Regions from separate parts of the Mus musculus genome. Here region 1 is linked to region 2. The links are chromatin contacts, called in public HiChIP or PLAC-seq maps. All regions are on one chromosome and are shown on one strand. Each heading gives the region's core, a stretch centred on a gene start, on an enhancer-like site or on the middle of the called end of the contact. The rest is flanking DNA. Distances are from core to core; before and after follow the strand shown. Region 1 holds the start of Psma6 (proteasome subunit alpha 6). Region 2 holds the start of Aldoart2 (aldolase 1 A, retrogene 2).

Evidence for each region. HiChIP or PLAC-seq counts read pairs in DNA pulled down with a chosen protein or histone mark.
Region 1: an H3K27ac HiChIP or PLAC-seq map of embryonic stem cells shows a contact between it and region 2, with 5 read pairs. The contact joins the promoter of Psma6 here to the promoter of Aldoart2 in region 2. A contact is called at or near these places in 4 of 39 promoter capture datasets (cranial neural crest, embryonic stem cells, hippocampal neurons and 1 more), 1 of 484 Hi-C or Micro-C datasets (embryonic stem cells), 2 of 115 datasets of contacts at active chromatin or transcription factors (both in embryonic stem cells) and 3 of 9 other capture datasets (adipose tissue, embryonic stem cells and pancreatic islet).

The regions. Positions count from the first base shown.
Region 1 is chr12:55,397,506-55,400,835 of GRCm38.p6, forward strand. It overlaps Psma6 (proteasome subunit alpha 6), which reads left to right and starts at 1,320. Exons shown (of 7, transcript NM_011968.3): 1 at 1,320-1,486. The coding sequence starts at 1,411.
Region 2 is chr12:55,562,958-55,566,593 of GRCm38.p6, forward strand. It overlaps Aldoart2 (aldolase 1 A, retrogene 2), which reads left to right and starts at 2,248. Exons shown (of 1, transcript NM_001277340.1): 1 at 2,248-3,636. The coding sequence starts at 2,335. The coding sequence ends at 3,429.

The DNA of each region.
Region 1 (3,330 bases), core at 70-2,569, 170 kb before region 2:
GTACTAACAGAGGGCTTCCCCTAGCAGTCTTACAGAGAACTTCTCCGTGACTGTTCAGGCAAACTGTAGGTGTTATAGTACACTTGGCTGGGAAGACTGAGAAAAGTACGCAAAGGTCAGGAGTTAATCCTGATGTAAGGACCTGAGCTAGAACCAAGGGACAGCAGCTCTTATCAGCACACTTGGGAATTGAAGCTGGAAAGTACCGGGTGTTCCAGAGCGGCTGCTTACATGGGCTATTTTCTTAACCCGTGTTTCAATCTTGGATGTTGTACACCCTACCCCCACCCCCAGACAGCCTTCTTTTTCCTGTGTAGCCTTACTGTGTCCTGAAACTCATTCTGTAGATCTGGCTAGCCTTGAACCCAGAGATGTCTCTGCCTTCCAAGTGCTGGGATAAAAGATGTGTCCCACCACACCTGGCTTATATTTTTTTCTAAAGGAAGAAAAAAATTAGCTCGAGAAATTAAAACTTCCTTATGAAGAATCTCTTCAAATGTTTTGCTTTAAAATGGGTGCTTTTAGAGAGAACGCCACAGATCTGAATATTTCAGTATTACATCAGTAAATTGTTATAAATATTGCTGTAAACAAAACTTTTATTTAGGGAGGGGGGAATAGCTTAATAATATGCTTCGATTTTTATATTCACTAAATAGGGGCTGTGCCCTAGGGTGCACAATGTGCAGAATTTTACAGTTTGAAAAACCACCAGTTTTCCAGGAGTTGCTTCGCCGCCTTGGAATTACTCTCCGGTATCCAGCCACCAGCAACGATCTTGCTCATCATCAACTAAGACTGCTCAACCTCTCAAGTTCCCATCTCTGGGCCGCTGTCCAAAGGAAAGTCTTGCCAGACTAGAAGAAAACTTTTGTTATTTCCAGTGGCTTCTTCCACTAACCCTCTTTCAGGCCCTACATTTAAGGGTGGCTGTTGCATTCCTTTCTCCCCCAAAACGTAGGAAGAGAAGTGGCTGGTAAAATGAAGGTTAGGAAGAACAAAGCCAGACTCCGGGAAGACAGGAGAGCAAGTACAGGCGCCCAAACTGACTGCGAACGCGGTGACCATACTGTCTCCAGAGGTCACAAGTAGGCAAAGGACAACTGCAGGCACCTTGAAAACTTCCTCTTTTGGCCACTCTGATCTCCAGAACGCACTAACGGCCGGCTGCGACCCAGAGCCACCACCCGGAAGCCCGCGGACCGCAGGCCGGGCGCGCGAGGGCCCGCCTACTCAGGGGCAGTGCTTTGGGACGTCCCGTCCCCACCGGAAACACCGCCAGTCCCTCACCAGAGCGGAAGCAGCTCCGCCGGTGCTCCGGAAGCAGTAGCCATAACTTCCGGGAGGGGGCTTGGGTCCCTGGTGTGTGTGCTACGGGGTGCAGACTGTGTTTAAAATAGCAGGAACGCCATGTCCCGGGGTTCCAGCGCCGGTTTTGACCGTCACATTACTATCTTCTCTCCCGAGGGCCGACTCTACCAAGTAGGTGAGTGACTCAGGGCCTCCTGCGGGACCTCCGAATTGCTCTGTCATGCTTCGGCCTGGAGCGAGCGGACGCGGCCCGAGGATGGTTCGGGGGCTCGGAGAAGGGCCTGAGCCAGGAAAGCAGCAGGATCGAGGTCGGGCCCGCTCTCGTCTTCCCAGCCCGGTCTGCAAGCGGGCTTGGAGGCTGAAACCGAAGCGTAGTGCTCTTCAGGAGCGCCTTACTGGCCAGACACAAAGCAGTAGGGCTTTGCACTGTGATGCCCGCCTTCTGCCTTTCGGAGTCCCCCGTAGCTCAGCGATTCTCAATCTTCCTAATGCTGCGCCCCTTAAATCCAGTTCCTCGCGTTGTGATGACCCTCAGCCATAAATTTGTTTTCGTTGCTACTTCAAAACTATGTTTTTTTTGTTTTTTTGTTTTTTTACTTCAATGAACGGTAATGTTTTTTCAGATGGTCTTAGGCGACCTTGTGAGAAGGTTTTGGTACTGGGGGTCGCGACCCACATGTTGAGAAGCACTGTTTAGCATCAGTCTACCTGGAGCCTGAGTCTTCCCTTCGCTGAGAGTGGTTGGTTCTTTAACCATCCAACTTAAATGCACACACACCACACACCCTCAACCCTCCTCTGCAGTATAGATAGATGACTTGCTTTGTGGTCAACTCTATACAAGTGTGTAAAGCCCTACCAGACACTGCTGGTTCTAGAAAAGAGATCAATGTCACTCGTCCCTACTGAAGCTGACTGCTTAAAGGAAGTGACAGGAAACCAAACGAATAAAAAGAGAAGAGTTCAGTATATGCAAAGTTCACAACTGAGAAATAAAAGAACAGCAATGAACTCCTCTTGAAGTTGGCACCCCGATTTTAACCCCCACCTGTAAGAATGCTTCTATAGTTTAAAAACTGGTTCTCAGTCTAGTTGAGGCACGGTGTGTTAGTCTTTACTAAAGGAACAGCTTTAATGGACGGAAACCTGAACTTAGCATCAGTTACTCCATGTAACAATACATTTTGGTAAGTTGAAGTCGCGGCAGGGTTTGGTCTAGGATTATAGGACAGACTTTTAAGCTCTTGCCATAGAAAACTTAGTGTCAGAAGGGCGAGACATACATCTGGTCCATGATAATTTTATTTTGAAGTTTTTTATCTCAGTGTCTTGACAAGGAGAGTCATACTATCTTGGTTGGAAATCCTAGAGTTGGCCTATAAATGGAGTTCTACTCACCTATATGCTTAGATTATTGTTTGAGTTGTTGCTTTCCCTCTTTTACTCAGGGCATGAGGTAGGCGTTGCTGAGAAAAAAACTGAAAGAGCAGTGTGAGCAAGGAGGAGAGTGTGCAGAGGTCAGGCCTTGCAGGCACACCTGGACTACCATGCCTGCTGTGCCTGCTGTGCTCCATACTAGCTGGCCTGCCACCATAGAATCTTTGCTCAATTTCTGTTTGCAAAATTGGGCTAATAATTCCTTCTATTGTGTTTTGAAGATTTAAATTAAGCAGTACATATATTGCTTATTGTGTGCTATTATATATTGAGTACTTGGTATAACAGGATGCCTGTTTGAAACTTTGACTTAAAAAATAATCTATTCAATTAGTCCCTCTGTAGATACAGAATCCCTTTCTTTGGGTCCATCCTTCTTAGTTTGCTAGTGAAGTATATTCACAATATTGTAATTGCTGTGCATTAGACTAAACTTTAGGTCTCCCAAAGATCCAGAATCTAAGAACTATAAAAATGCAAACTGTTAACCTAGATAGCTGTGGAATAATATAACAAACTGGGGTGGTGATAGGGGAAGTAAGAATTAATAGGATGTTCCTCCTTTGCCATACTTTAAACATT
Region 2 (3,636 bases), core at 998-3,497:
TACGAGCTGAGTCGCCTCCTCAGCTCTACTCACACATTTCTTTCTTTTTTTTTTTTTTTAAAGATTTATTTATTATTATATGTAAATACACTGTAGTTGTCTTCAGACACTCCAGAGGAGGGAGTCAGATCTCATTACAGATGGTTGTGAGTCACCATGTGGTTGCTGGGATTTGAACTCTGAACCTTTGGAAGAGCAGTCGGGTGCTCTTACCCACTGAGCCATCTCACCAGCCCTACTCACACATTTCTTGAGCGTCTTTCTTTCTGCACATCAGGGGCCGTAAGTGGCTTCTGCATCCTCTCTGAGTTCCTGTTTGCTGAACTCAGGCAGTGTGGGAGTTACCTTTGTTACAGGTGGCTGGGTTAGAGGGGTCGATACAGATGTGGAATTGAGAGGCCGCTCCACTCTGGACTCGGGATTACACAGTTATAGCTTGTCTCTGGAAGACTAGTGGCTTCTCTCAGAGAAAACCAGTTTCAGGGATATGCCAAGAGCAGGCCAGGCAATCAGAAGAAAGAGGTCGGGAAGGAAGGGTAGAACTGAGCTGACCATTGTTCTGGATCTCTGACTTAACCATCCACACAAGCCACTCCCCTATCAGGGGAGCAGTAGAAGATTGAAGAGATTGTAAGACTCAAGACCATTACTCAGATGCCACCCTCCTGCGGCAGGAAGACACCGGTGATGGGGAGTGAAGCCGCCCATCCTTGGTGTCTGAGACGCACCTGTGCCTCCCTTCCCCTATGGGGACGACTGCTCGTCTTCCAAGTTCATCTGTTCAGACTGTTCACTGCCCTGTGAAGCTTGAGGGGACTGGGAAGAGGCAGCCGCACTTCTGTGCTGTCCTGGGACTTTAAGTGGCATTTATGAATGGAGTATGTGTGCTTTGTCTTGTGGGTATAGGGACTCTCCAGAGAGAGAGGACTTACATGTCCTTATATGCCCATAGCAGATGTTCAGTGGATTCTTCCTGAATGACTAAGCACATGGTAACCTTGGTTATTTTTAAAGCGTCATTTTGGTAGCAAGACCAACAAGAAGACTAGCAAGCAACAAGAATTTCTCTTGGTAGAAATTCTGTGCCCTAAAAATTGGCTAGCAAACTTCATTGTGCGTCTGCAGATTTAAAGCTTGCAGGCACAGTCTCTCCACAGAGCTTGGTGGCTGATGAATTGGCCTCTGGAGGGTGCCATGTTTTTGTCATAACTTTCCCCACCTAGGATAAACTAGTGGGCAACAGGGAGTCACTTTGAAAATCTCCTTTGACTAGAGAGATGGCTCAGCGGTTAAGAGCACTGACTGCTCTTCCATAGATCCTGAGTTCAATTCCCAGCAACCACATGGTGGCTCACAACCATCTGTAATGAGATCTGATGCCCTCTTCTGGTGAGTCTGAAAACAGCGACAGTGTGCTCACATACAGGAAATAAATAAATAAATCTTAAAAAAAAAAGAACGTCCAATGAAGTTGTGATTACCCCAGCTCTTGCCTTCAAGCCTGATAATCCTGAGTTTAGTTTGGTACCCACTTGATGGAAAAAGAACTCTTGCAAGTTGTCTTTCAATTTACACACACACTGTAATAAAAGCTTTAAAAAAGAAGGGATACAAGGTTATTTTCTTAAATATCTATAATATCTTTACAGCGAAAGTATATTTAATTATGAAAACATTATTTCATAAAGTTATATGATTAGAAAGGATTTTTAGCTTAAAAAAGAGGCTTATTTTTATGAGTATGACTATTTCTATGTATGCATACCATGTGTGCAGTGTCCAAGGCGGCCAGAAGGGGGCACTGTATGTCCCAGAGCTGGAGTTACAGAAACTTGTGAGCCACCCCGTGTGGGTTCTGGGAATCCAACCCGGGTTCTCTGTAAGAGTAGTAAGTCTCGCAACTGCTGAACTCTCTCCAGACCATGATTTTTAGCTTCAATTAGTAAAACTAATGTGTAGATCCGTGTAAAACAAAATACAAAAAAGTAATTTTTGTGTCATTCTCTTAATTTCAGATGATCATTCAGTTATGAATATTAACTTCTGAGCTGGGCATGGCGGTGCGCACCTTTAATTCAGTACTTGAGAGTCAGAGGCAGGTGGGTCTTGTGAGGCTAGCCTGATCTACAAAGGGAGTTCCAGAGCCACATCTACCCACCCACCCCCAACCCCGTCCTCTGAGTAGGTTGCGTTCTCTCGGAACACGCCACAGAAACAGGTTCTAGTAACCCTAGCAGCATTCGCTCCACAGTTCTCTTGCTGCCCGCCTGCCGCAGCACTCAGCCAATCCACCACCTCCTGTGCCAGGACGGCGCTACTACTACCACCGGCACCATGTCTTACCCCTACCCAGCACTGACCCCGGAGCAGAAGAAGGAGCTGTCTGACATCGCTCGCCGAATTGTGGCTCCGGGCAAGGGCATCCTGGCTGCAGATGAGTCCACTGGAAGCATTGCCAAGCGGCTGCAGTCCATTGGCACCGAGAACACCGAGGAGAACAGACGCTTCTACCGTCAGCTGCTGCTGACTGCCGACGACCGTGTGAATCCCTGCATTGGGGGTGTGATCCTCTTCCATGAGACACTGTACCAGAAGGCAGATGATGGACGTCCCTTCCCCCAGATTATCAAGTCCAAGGGTGGTGTTGTGGGCATTAAGGTGGACAAGGGCGTGGTGCCCCTGGCAGGAACTAACGGCGAGACCACCACCCAAGGGCTGGATGATCTGTCTGGACGCTGTGCTCAGTACAAGCAGGATGGGGCCGATTTTGCCAAATGGCGCTGTGTGCTGAAGATTGGGAAACACACCCCCTCAGCCCTCGCCATTATGGAAAATGCCAATGTTCTGGCTCATTACGCCAGCATCTGCCAGCAGAATGGCATTGTACCCATTGTGGAGCCAGAAATCCTCCCTGATGGCGACCATGACTTGAAGCACTGTCAGTATGTAACTGAGAAGGTACTGGCCGCTGTCTACAAGGCTCTGAGCGACCACCATGTCTACCTGGAAGGAACCTTACTGAAGCCCAACATGGTCACCGCAGGCCATGCTTGCACTCAGGTATTTTCCAGTGAAGAGATTGCCATGGCAACTGTCACAGCACTTCGTCGCACAGTGCCCCCTGCTGTCCCTGGAGTCACTTTCCTGTCTGGAGGACAGAGTGAAGAAGAGGCATCCATCAACCTCAATGCTATCAACAAGTGTCCCCTGCTGAAGCCGTGGGCCTTGACTTTCTCCTATGGCCGAGCCCTGCAGGCTTCTGCCCTAAAGGCCTGGGGTGGGAAGAAGGAGAACACGAAGGATGCCCAAGAGGAGTACATCAAGCGAGCCCAGGCCAACAGCCTTGCTTGTCAAGGAAAGTACACCCCAAGCAATGAGTCAGGGGCAGCCGCCAGTGAATCCCTCTTCATCTCTAACCACGCCTACTGAGCAGAGGTGGCCTAAGGCTGCCCCTGCAGCACCCCAGGTCCCTGCCTACCCACTTGCTCTTGAGAAGAGGTAGCCTTCAGGCTCTCTCCCATCAACCCCTCTTGCCACCCCTCACGACTTTGGTGTGTGGTATTGTCTGTGAATGCTGACTGTCATCCCTTCCATCCCGCTGCCAGTCAACAACTATTTAAAGGGGGAAGGAGGAAG